Regions from separate parts of the Rattus norvegicus genome. Here region 1 is linked to region 2. The links are chromatin contacts, called in public Hi-C maps. All regions are on one chromosome and are shown on one strand. Each heading gives the region's core, a stretch centred on a gene start, on an enhancer-like site or on the middle of the called end of the contact. The rest is flanking DNA. Distances are from core to core; before and after follow the strand shown. Region 1 holds the start of Gabrb2 (gamma-aminobutyric acid type A receptor subunit beta 2). Region 2 overlaps LOC134480667 (glyceraldehyde-3-phosphate dehydrogenase-like).

Region 1 (5,304 bases), core at 563-3,062, 1.7 Mb after region 2:
GAGTGCCTGGTAGCTGAAGAACCTGCGGTGCTCCCTTCCTGTCGTCTCCTAGATAAAACAGGGAACAGGACTCCAGGGCATCCCAGTCCGCGTGCTCTCGGCATCCTCTTTTCTCCCACCCTGCCCCGCCCCGCCCCCCATCCCTCCGCGCGCCCCGAGCAGAGGAAATGATTTTTCCTATGAAATGAGTCTCGATCTGGTGTCCGTGTTGAGCCTGAAGCAGGAGGGAAGTGGGCAGTCTTGGGTTCCCGTGGGCTAGGAAGGGAAGAGGGGAAATTGTGGTGTGTAGTTTGGTGGTTCGGTGGCTCAGACGGTTTCGGGGTTCCTTCATTGTGCCAGCCTTGTGTGAGCCACTGGGTTTGGACACAGAGGTGCATCTTCAGCTGGCCAGAGAGGAGCGGCAGGGGTGCAGCTCTGTTGGGCCACAGTAGTGGGCAGCGAGCTCCTGCTGGTGAGGTAAGGAGTGGTGGGTGGCAAGGACTGTGATCGCACGTGTGTCTCGTGTGTGTGTGTGTGTGTGTGTGTGTGTGTGTGTGTTCGCGCGCGCGCGTGCGTGCGTGCCTGTGAGTGTGTGTGTGTGTGTGTGTGTGTGTGTGTGTGTGTGTGTGTGCGCGCGCGTGTGTGTGCCTGCCGTGCGCGTGCGTCCGCAAGGCGTGGGGGGCCAGAGGAGAGCATCCCACCCCGCCACCCGCCCTCGCGCTGGGTGCCTTTTGGCCCCGCACCTGTGCTGGAACGCCTGTCACCCTCTGTCCCTCACGTCCCCACCTCCATTGTCCCTCAGTCACACCTCATTCTGACCACTTATAATTTCCCAGTGCAGAGTCAGACCCAAACCCAGAGAAGCCTTTGCTTGCCTGACTGTTCCCCTCGCCCCCTCCCCCTCCTGCTATAAATAGCAGTACTAGCGGGTCAGGAGCGTCACAGCGCCAGAAACCAAGACCCCGAGGTTTTCTTCCCAGGGAACAGGGGACAAAGTGTGAGCAGGAGGAAGAGAAAGAAATCACTTGTGAGTAGTGAAGAAAAAGCTTGCCCCTTGACTCCCAGGAAAAACCAGCATCTTTGAATTCCTGTATTCTTCCCCTTTCTTCTCAACCCATTCTGATTCTTTCATATTCACAGTTCACTCCCCACCCCCCTCGTTCAAAATCCAACCTCTGCTCAGTACTCCTCCCATTGGGTTTTTTTTTTTCTCCTCCTCGGACTCCAGTTCCCACTGCTCCCCTCCCCACTCCTAGCGCTCCCACCCCACCCCCACCACCTCCGCTTGTCCCAGGCAGGGGATTGCTATTCTTCAGGAAATAAAAGTTCAACTCCTTGCCCCTTTCAACCTGCTTAGACCGGGAGGAGTGGGGTTTCAAAAACCAATCTTCCTCCCTTACACCTAGTCCTATTTTTCTTCTTAATATTTAAGGACACACACACACACACACACACACACACACACACACACTCTAAAACCCCACCACATCGTGAGGTGCAACTACATCCTAGAACAGAAACTTACCAGACGCTCTGGTTGCTTTTGTCTTAAAGAAAAAAGAAAACAACGAAGATTTTACTCTGGATGCATTTCTGGGGTAGTAGTTTAATATTATTCAAACATGTACATATTACACATATATATGCTTCTTTTCCTTTTTCCCCTTTAATTTTTTTAAACAAGGAAATCTCGGTCCCCGGCAGCCGCCGCTGCCCCTTTGATGTTTTGGTACGCCGTGCGCATGCGCTCCACATTAGAATTACTGCACTGGGCAGACTAAGTTGGATCTCCTCTCTTCAGTGAATCCCTCAATCCCACCAAAAACTAAAGGGATGTGGAGAGTCCGGAAAAGGGGCTACTTTGGGATTTGGTCATTTCCCTTAATAATCGCCGCTGTCTGTGCTCAGAGGTAAGTGTCGCTTTCCTTTCTCACTTGTCAGGGCTCTGTCTGCATACCTCTCTGTGAGCAGGGCTGTTGAAGATGCCGTGCTGTCTTCTTTATTCATTCCTGGTTATTGTCATTTTTTTCTTTAGTGTCAATGACCCTAGTAATATGTCGCTGGTTAAAGAGACGGTGGACAGACTGTTGAAAGGCTATGACATTCGTCTGAGACCAGATTTCGGAGGTAATGGGATTGCTTGGCAAATAAGAAACAGCCCAGCTCCAGCCTAAGCTGTCTTTTGGGCTTTGTGTGCACTCTCTTTCCGCCCCTTAGTTGTGGGTGCATGTGGTGTATGGAATGTTTCCCTATTTTACCTTGCTGAGAAACAGATCCAAACTTAAGCCAGTTTGTTTCTCTCCAGCACTTGAGAGGTCTTTCAAGAGACCCCCTTAGAGTGTGATCAGACTTGGTAACAGCTCTCCTTCTCCTTCACTGTGATATATCTTTGTCCCCAGTCTGAGGTTTCTTGAGATACAAGCCTCTTAAGTTTAGTTAACGGTGTGTGCCCGGCCGGGGCTGTCTTATAATGTGAGTACTTTTGAGGACACAATGTGCAGGCGGTTGGCTGAGAGGTGGCCTCGACTCTCAGTGCCCACCTACTTTAGAAGAGTTCTGGCCGTGGTTTAAAGTGGCTTACGTCGGGATTCTATCCAGCCCTCAACCGGGAATGGTACAGGGGAGAAGAGGGTCTGGGGGATTGAGAATAAAGATAGCAGAGGAAAAAAGGGCACTTCTCCCTGGAGCCCCAGATATGCTAGTGTGGCCATTTAATTTTGCTCAGACTCTTATTGGAACTCAAAGAGTTAAAACCTACACACAGAAGTGGGTGGGGAAAAGAAGAAGGAGGGGGCTTCAAGGCAATATAAACAAATCCCTCCGGCTAAAACTCTCTTGTGTTGCTGTGAGTTGTAGGATTCACAAGCTGAGCCATCAACATGTGTAGACACAGCTGGCTTCATTGTCCGACCAGCACATGTGTGCATATTCCTAGAAGAGTATCCCCCACATTCCTATCGCAAAGATGTAGGAATATAATGAGCATGAGGGGGGAGGGGGTTCTTTAGAGTTTCCAGTGACAACTCAGGTGTGAATGACTAAGTTCTGAGAAGTCACATGGCTGACCATCTTGGTTTGCAGGTCCCCCTGTGGCAGTAGGAATGAACATTGATATCGCCAGCATCGATATGGTTTCTGAAGTCAATATGGTGAGTATTAATACTCACAGATATGTCTCTGCAATGGGGACTGTGAGGGGGTTGTGCAGCCACTGGGGGTTGGGTGGGGTAAGCTTGAATATGTGTATAATGTGGGGACAGGAAGAGGGTATATGGTCCTGGAATTCATGTTATGTGTAATTACAGAACAACTCCTGGTTTTTTTTTTTTGTTTGTTTGCTTTTTGTTTTTGTTGTTGTTTTTGCACTTTTTCCAATTTGGATCCAATACAGAGCGAGTAAAATACCTCACACATTCACGTGTAAAGACAGTAATATGCTGGAGGCCCCTCCTCCCCCCTGCAGAAGCTATGGTTCTGACACCTTCTTGGATGCCTCAGTTTGTCAGGTTTCAGTTCTGGGTTTGGGGATCAGTCATGTAAAGGAGGATGTGAATGTGACCAAAAAGAAAGAAAGAAAGGAAGAAAGAAAGGAAGGAAGGAAGAAAGAAAGAAAGGAAGGAAGGAAGGAAGGAAGGAAGGAAGGAAGGAAGAGAAAAAGAAAATACCTTACCAGGAAGTCTATCTTACAAACTAAACTGTCACAGAGAGACAAATCAGTAAGTCCTAGGATGTTGATGCCCACTTGTTGCTTTAGGAAATTGCCTCCTTGTACTTGATGATATTTGACACCTCTGCCCTCCCCTCACTACTTCTCATCTCTTTTAAACCCCTCTGCTATTCCAGTGAGATAAAATAAAAGCTGACCAGTCTCTATCCAAAAAGGCAAGCTTCATACCAAGTGTACTTTCTTACAGCTCCTACGACGCTAATCATCGTGGGTACCAAGCACATTCAATTTATTGACAGCCACATTCAGTCTTTGGAAAAAGAATAAACACTAAGAGACAGGGGTGTGGGAAGAACCTGTGTTCTCCAACAGGGAAGCACTTTTTGGAAGGGGGTGGGGTGGGGTTATGCTTCATGCAGGAGCGCCCCCTGCTGCCCACGTTGGAGCACTGCGGATATACATGACAAGGACAAGTGTCCCAGATTCCCCCACTTAACTCACGGACATTTCTCCTGTAAATTCTCCCCTCCCCCATCTCTCCCTCTCTTCCTCTTTCCTTCCCTCCCTCCCTCCCTCTCTCCCTCCCTCCTTCCCTCCCTCCCTCCCTTCCTCCATTCCTCTCTCCCTCCCTCTTTCCTTCTTTCTTTCCTTTTCTCAGAAGTCTCTCTAGATAAACGGAACCTTAAAAATCCAGTATTCCTTTCAAATCTGATAGCACACAGAACATTTCAGATTGTTCTATGGTATCCTCCTGTCTTCCTGTCTTGAGAGTGAACAAATAATTAAAGAAGGAGATGAAGTGTGTGAGCTTTTATACAAACACTTCTAAACCAGCCATTGGGACATAAAATTTAGGGCATACTAATTAACTCAAGAAGTTTGAAGTATTAGGATTTAGCCTGGCTCTCACCTCAATTTAACAGAAGTTCTTATATTCCCAGAATTCAAAGTGGCAACTAGCATATCAGCTACAGATGCTGGGCAGTAACAATCTAAAGGCACCATAAGCTTCTGACCACTTAACAGAAACTCGAGGGGGATAATCAATTAACTCAGCAGTGGTTTAATAACAGAAATTTTATAATCTAATAATTGGCAGTGTTTTGATTGTATGATACACAAACACAAAAGATACATAGTATTGGATGACTCAGAAAGACACAGTAGGAAATTTCCCTGTGTAGATAGAAAAAGTATTTCTTAAGAAGTTAATTTCTCAGATATACAAATATTTACTTTTGTGGGATTTTAGAAGTTGGCCATAAGTTTGCATATTTTGATCTTCAACATAAAAATAGAAAGTGCCCTAATCTGGGTACCTCTACAAGTCCCAAGTACTTGACTCCAAATTGAATCTCTAATGTCAAAGTTATATAGAAATCAATTAAGGTTTTGTATTTTCTACATTGTGGTTGGTCAGACTCATATCTCATTGTTTTTAAAAATATTTTGCTCATTTTCCCCAATAAAACTTTATTTTACTAACAGCTTTTTGTGAAGACATCACAAAATAACTATTTCATAGAAAATAAAAAACAAATTTATGAGATAAAGCAACGCTCACAAAATGACTCCAGGTTACAACAAAAGGTTGGGAAGGGCTTGAGTGTATTGTATCCTTACGTGGCATAGAGTGGTAAAGCTTTCGTTTTCTTCAT
Region 2 (5,669 bases), core at 1,609-4,108:
GTTAAATTTGCTAACCTCATTTTAAAAGCTCTGAGCAACGCCAGGCAGCTACCATGCCGGTAAAACGGACTTAATCATGTATAACTAAATATAAGAAGATAGGACTAAAATGGCCTGTGTGTTTGTGATAATAATTAAAAGAATATAGAATTCAGCGGTGCCCAGGAAAGATGCGACGGCACAGCGGGTGGTTTTTTTTTTTTTTTTTTTTTTTTTTTGCATTTCCTAGTGAGAATGGCTTGTTCTTGTGTTGCACTTTCCCTCTTCAGTCTCACGCTCTTTCCTCTTCACACCGCAGCTGAGGCAGCCCCTGCCAACTAAAACATGGAATCTGGGATCGATGACTGATTTTTTAAAAAACAGGGTGGGTCGAATGAAACCACAACGAGGACTTTGGCCTGTGTAGTTGGTAAATGAGTGAGGGTAGAGAGGACCCTCAGTTGCAGGGGTGGGAGTTTGAAATGCATAGAACGATTTATGGAAAGAGAGTTGCGGAATCGAAAGGGGGAGGTCCAGCTCCAAATCCCGAGGGCTCACAGACAGGCATAAACCATCCTGAAGCAGAGTATGCCTGCTGGTTGGATTGGACAGGCTTGGAATGAGAAAGGATGTGCTGAAATGGAAAACATTCCTTGAGGCTTTGCAGCGTTATTTCTGCCTCAGCCATATGTATCTCAAAGTCTACTTACATAAAACAGCTTGGCATTTGTCATCGTCAATGCGCATGCTGGCACACTTGCCGTGTTCTTTGCATTCCTGAGTGGGTCTCTGCTATTGATAATGAGCCATCTTTTCTAATCAAGAAAGATAACAATACCAGAAACCAAAACCGTGTGCTTCTTTCTGGAGCGATGCTCTATTCCTAACCATGTTTTGCTTTTACGTTTGCTCGCACTATCGGCGATCTGAGATTCCCCAGGCTGTCTTGGAATCTTGACAGCCAACTTCGGTGGATTCTGCTTGCTTGCTACCTCCTGGTGAAAAGGAAAATAAGTTTCACGTCCAAATTTAGCACCGAACAGGTAGCTGGGACTCCTACTGTTCTACCAGTAAAGTAGCCTTTAAGAGAAACTGGTGGCTCCTGAGATATTGGGAACAACAGATTTATCATCTCATTCCTTGGCTAGGTGGGATGCCGATGCAGCAATGACGAGGCGCCTTAGATAATCTCCTAGGCAGATGCGGCATCCTGATTGTTACCTGACAAGTGGAGTCGCGCAGAGGCTGAGTGAGATTCCTTTGCCTTTCCCACGCTATCTTTACTCTCATACCAATCCCGAGTAGAGCAAAACACACGGACCCAGGTATCACTGAAAGAAGGATTATAGAGGAGGCTATTAGTAGAACCAAGCTAGTCACTAAACGGAGTAGGTTAGAGGAGGGAAATCCTGGCCTTTGTCCCCAGTTTTTTTGGATCAACGAACATAGTTAATCAGAGAAATTAAATCACCATGTCCCAAGATGACCTGAGCTAGTTTACCCGAGGTTGTGCGTACTTCACAATGAACAGCCAAGGTTTACAGCTACGGTTCTAACCTGGATAATTCCTATGTTATATCAGGAGCCAATCTAGCTTTGCTGAATAAAACAGATGAGTTTTGAATCTGTGTCACAAAGGCAATTTTCTCACTTAATGATTTTTATCTGGTCTGGAAAGAATAGGTTCTGAGAGAAAATACCATAAAGAAAGAGTCACGTTGGTCTCCTGGGTAATACTTCCTTCTTTTCTTTCTCGCATGTTTCTTGCCTCACATGGATTTCTATGGTTGCTGTAACAAAGCACCACAAAGTACACAACGAGTCTTTATTGTATTGGTATTCTGGAAGCTGGATGTGCAGGGCCAAGGTGTTGGCAAGCATGACCCCTGCTGTGGACGGGAGGGAGAATCAGTTCATGGCTCCCACTGCCTTCTGGTCGTCTGCTAGTCATCTTCAGTGTTCCTTCTCTGTGGTGGGGGAGGGGAGGCATCGCACTGCTCTAGTTCTTCATCTTCACATATTTTCTCTCTGTGCACTACTCACATTAGAGGCTGTGCTCGTGTCCTTATTATAATTTGACTTCCTTCACAAAGACCCTATCTCCTGATAAGGACACATTCTGAGCTCTCTCTCTCTCTCTCTCTCTCTCTCTCTCTCTCTCTCTCTCTCTGTGTGTGTGTGTGTGTGTGTGTGTGTGTGTGTTTTATGATTTCAAAGCTGGGTATGTTGGTGTATATGCCCATAATTTAATTTCAGCATCCGGGAGGCAGAATCAGGAGAGCAGTCAGCTCAAGGTCATGCTTGGCTACCTAGCAAGTGTGAGGCCAGCTTGGGCTACATAGGATCTTGCTTTAAAACAAACAGATATAAAACAATCCATTTTTAGGGTCCACGGAGCTGCTGTTTCATACAAACAAACGCAAAAACAAAGGAACAAGACTTTCACGTTTGGATTTGGGGGAAGAAACTAATCACCCTTGAATGAATTGTGTGGTCCTCTGATCTACCGATGGACTCTATAAAACAAGCCACAATCATGTAATCAAAATGCCATTGCCTTTGAAAGGACTCTGGTTGAATAAGAATTTTCCATTCTAATTTGAAATTGATCAATATCTGTCCAGCATTGTGTTGGAGCAGGGTAGTAATCCTTTTTCCTATTTGGGAAGTGGAACCGGATGGACAGCTGGCTTTGGAGTTTGCACGAAGAGTACATAATCCTACTTATATAACCCATCATGTTTGCAAAATCTGCACTGCCGTTTTGGGGAAGAAAATGAGATGTTTGGAAATAAAATCTGCTGTGCAGGAGTGGAAAATTTATCCTCTTTCCACATGGTTCTTGTCTACATCTTTTATTTGCATCCTCAAGAAGTCACATGTCCTTGCTTGAGCATTCTGCCTTTGCTGCTCGTGTTAGGTCTGCAGAAAGGGTGAGCCGTGCTATGTCTGCTAGTGCTAATCCCTGACCAGGACTCTGACATCAGAGTCGTTTAGCCCCTCAAAGGCTGTGATGTCTTGCATCAGCTCGTGCTTTGCTGAAACAAGGTAAAGGAAGAAGGCACAGGCATGCAGCCCTTGAAAGTGGGACTGCTCACTGCTCACATGATAACCCTGCAAACAAGGTCACTTATTACATCCATGTCATGGAGACTCGTTTCCCACCCCAATAAAAACAGTATATTTATTGCTCTTTTGTGTTACAGCACTGTTCCTGCTTTTCATAGGAGCTGCCGTTTTTTAAAAAGATTTATTTACTATATAAAAATATACTGTAGCTGTCTTCAGACACACCAGAAGAGGGCATCACATATATTACAGATGGTTGTGAGCCACAATGTGGTTGCTGGGATTTGAACTCAGGACCTCTGGAAGAGTAGACAGTGCTCTCAGCCACTGAGCCATCTCTCTAGCCCATAGCTGCCCTTTCTTAATTACAGGTTCAGCTGGGGATACTGGTTGTGGGAATGTACATCTGGGGCCATCAGTAAGTAAATCGTGGTAGCTTGTAACAGTGACTGGAATGAGGAGATGCGTGTAAGCAGGTTAGCTCATCAGAAACCTGCCTTGGATTTTACATAATAATAAGAATGGGTTTTGGGGAAGAAACGTCCACTTCCCCCTGGGTTCACTAAATGAGGATGATTAGTCTTGCAGAAACCCTGTCCCCTGCTCAATGTTCTTTTTTTTTTTTTTTTTTCGGTCTGCTCAATGTTCTTAAAGCAGAGATCTCTGAGTGAAAGTGACAGGAAGTGATTAGATAACACAGGAACAGCTCTGACACAGACAGGAGAGAGAGAAGAGGTGTGTGTGTGTGTGTGTGTGTGTGTGTGTGAGAGAGAGAGAGAGAGAGAGAGAGAGAGAGAGAGAGAGAGATAGAGAGAGAGAGAGACAGACAGGGGGAGAGGGAGAGAGATAGAGAGAAGAGAGGGAAATAAATAGAGATATTAAGAATATGATTTAAATTTTTGGAGATCAAATTCATGAGCTGATAAAGTCATATCATTGCTTAAGCTGGTTTTTGCTGATATTTCGTCTGTGACAAAAGTAATATAGTCCATAAAAGAAGAAAATGAGTTAAATTGAAGAATAAAAGTTTAAGACATTGGAAGGTACTGGTAAGGCAAACTTTCCTTGGGCAACAGCAACTGGAAGGTATTTTGAAACATGGTGTTCTCATATTCTTATTTAATACTGAAGTTATTTCTTTTTTTATTAACTTGAGTATTTCTTATATACATTTCGAGTGTTATTCCCTTTCCCGGTATCCGGGCAAGCATCCCCCTCCCCCTCCCCTTCCTTATGGGTGTTCCCCTCCCAACCCTCCCCCCATTGCCGCCCTCCCCCCAACAGTCTAGTTCACTGGGGGTTCAGTCTTAGCAGGACCCAGGGCTTCCCCTTCCACTGGTGCTCTTACTAGGATATTCATTGCTACCTATGAGGTCAGAGTCCAGGGTCAGTCCATGTATAGTCTTTAGGTAGTGGCTTAGTCCCTGGAAGCTCTGGTTCCTTGGCATTGTTGTACATATGGGGTCTCGAGCCCCTTCAAGCTCTTCCAGTTCTTTCTCTGATTCCTTCAACGGGGGTCCTATTCTCAGTTCAGTGGTTTGCTGCTGGCATTCGCCTCTGTATTTGCTGTATTCTGGCTGTGTCTCTCGGGAGCGATCTACATCCGGCTCCTGTCGGTCTGCACTTCTTTGCTTCATCCATCTTGTCTAATTGGGTGGCTCTATATGTATGGGCCACCTGTGGGGCAGGCTCTGAATGGGTGTTCCTTCAGTCTCTGTTTTAATCTTTGCCTCTCCCTTCCCTGCCAAGGGTATTCTTTTTCCTCATTTAAAGAAGGAGTGAAGCATTCACATTTTGATCATCCGTCTTGAGTTTCGTTTGTTCTAGGGATCTAGGGTAATTCAAGCATTTGGGCTAATAGCCACTTATCAATGAGTGCATACCATGTATGTCTTTCTGTGATTGGGTTAGCTCACTCAGGATGATATTTTCCAGTTCCAACCATTTGCCTACGAATTTCATAAACTCGTTGTTTTTGATAGCTGAGTAATATTCCATTGTGTAGATGTACCACATTTTCTGTATCCATTCCTCTGTTGAAGGGCATCTGGGTTCTTTCCAGCTTCTGGCTATTATAAATAAGGCTGCGATGAACATAGTGGAGCACGTGTCTTTTTTATATGTTGGGGCATCTTTTGGGTATATGCCCAAGAGAGGTATAGCTGGATCCTCAGGCAGTTCAATGTCCAATTTTCTGAGGATCCTCCAGACTGATTTCCAGGATGGTTGTACCAGTTTGCAATCCCACCAACAATGGAGGAGTGTTCCTCTTTCTCCACATCCTCTCCAGCATCTGTTGTCCCCTGAGTTTTTGATCTTAGCCATTCTCACTGGTGTGAGGTGAAATCTCAGGGTTGTTTTGATTTGCATTTCCCTTATGACTAAAGATGTTGAACATTTCTTTAGGTGTTTCTCAGCCATTCGGCATTCCTCAGCTGTGAATTCTTTGTTTAGCTCTGAACCCCATTTTTTAATAGGGTTATTTGTTTCCCTGCGGTCTAACTTCCTGAGTTCTTTGTATATTTTGGATATAAGGCCTCTATCTGTTGTAGGATTGGTAAAGATCTTTTCCCAATCTGTTGGTTGCCGTTTTGTCCTAACCACAGTGTCCTTTGCCTTAC

What was found. A called contact is a pair of places that touch in the nucleus more often than the background predicts.
Region 1: a Hi-C map of prefrontal cortex shows a contact between it and region 2, with 5 times the contacts expected there. The contact joins the promoter of Gabrb2 here to the enhancer-like site in region 2. A contact is called at or near these places in 5 of 12 Hi-C or Micro-C datasets (the A7r5 cell line, Schwann cells, frontal cortex and 2 more).

The regions. Positions count from the first base shown.
Region 1 is chr10:27,437,981-27,443,284 of GRCr8, forward strand. Gabrb2 (gamma-aminobutyric acid type A receptor subunit beta 2) reads left to right here and starts at 1,813. Exons shown (of 9, transcript NM_012957.2): 1 at 1,813-1,889; 2 at 2,015-2,106; 3 at 3,061-3,128. The coding sequence starts at 1,813.
Region 2 is chr10:25,713,638-25,719,306 of GRCr8, forward strand. All of the region lies in intron 1 of LOC134480667 (glyceraldehyde-3-phosphate dehydrogenase-like), which reads right to left. All of the region lies in intron 1 of LOC120095070 (a long non-coding RNA gene), which reads left to right. Among named protein-coding and RNA genes, the nearest start is that of Ccng1, 32 kb to the left of the region's middle. Within about 2 kb of position 2,859, at least 11 of the 93 cell types and tissues checked have an H3K27ac peak or open chromatin away from gene starts, as enhancers often do. A contact at or near this core is called in prefrontal cortex, where this site is marked.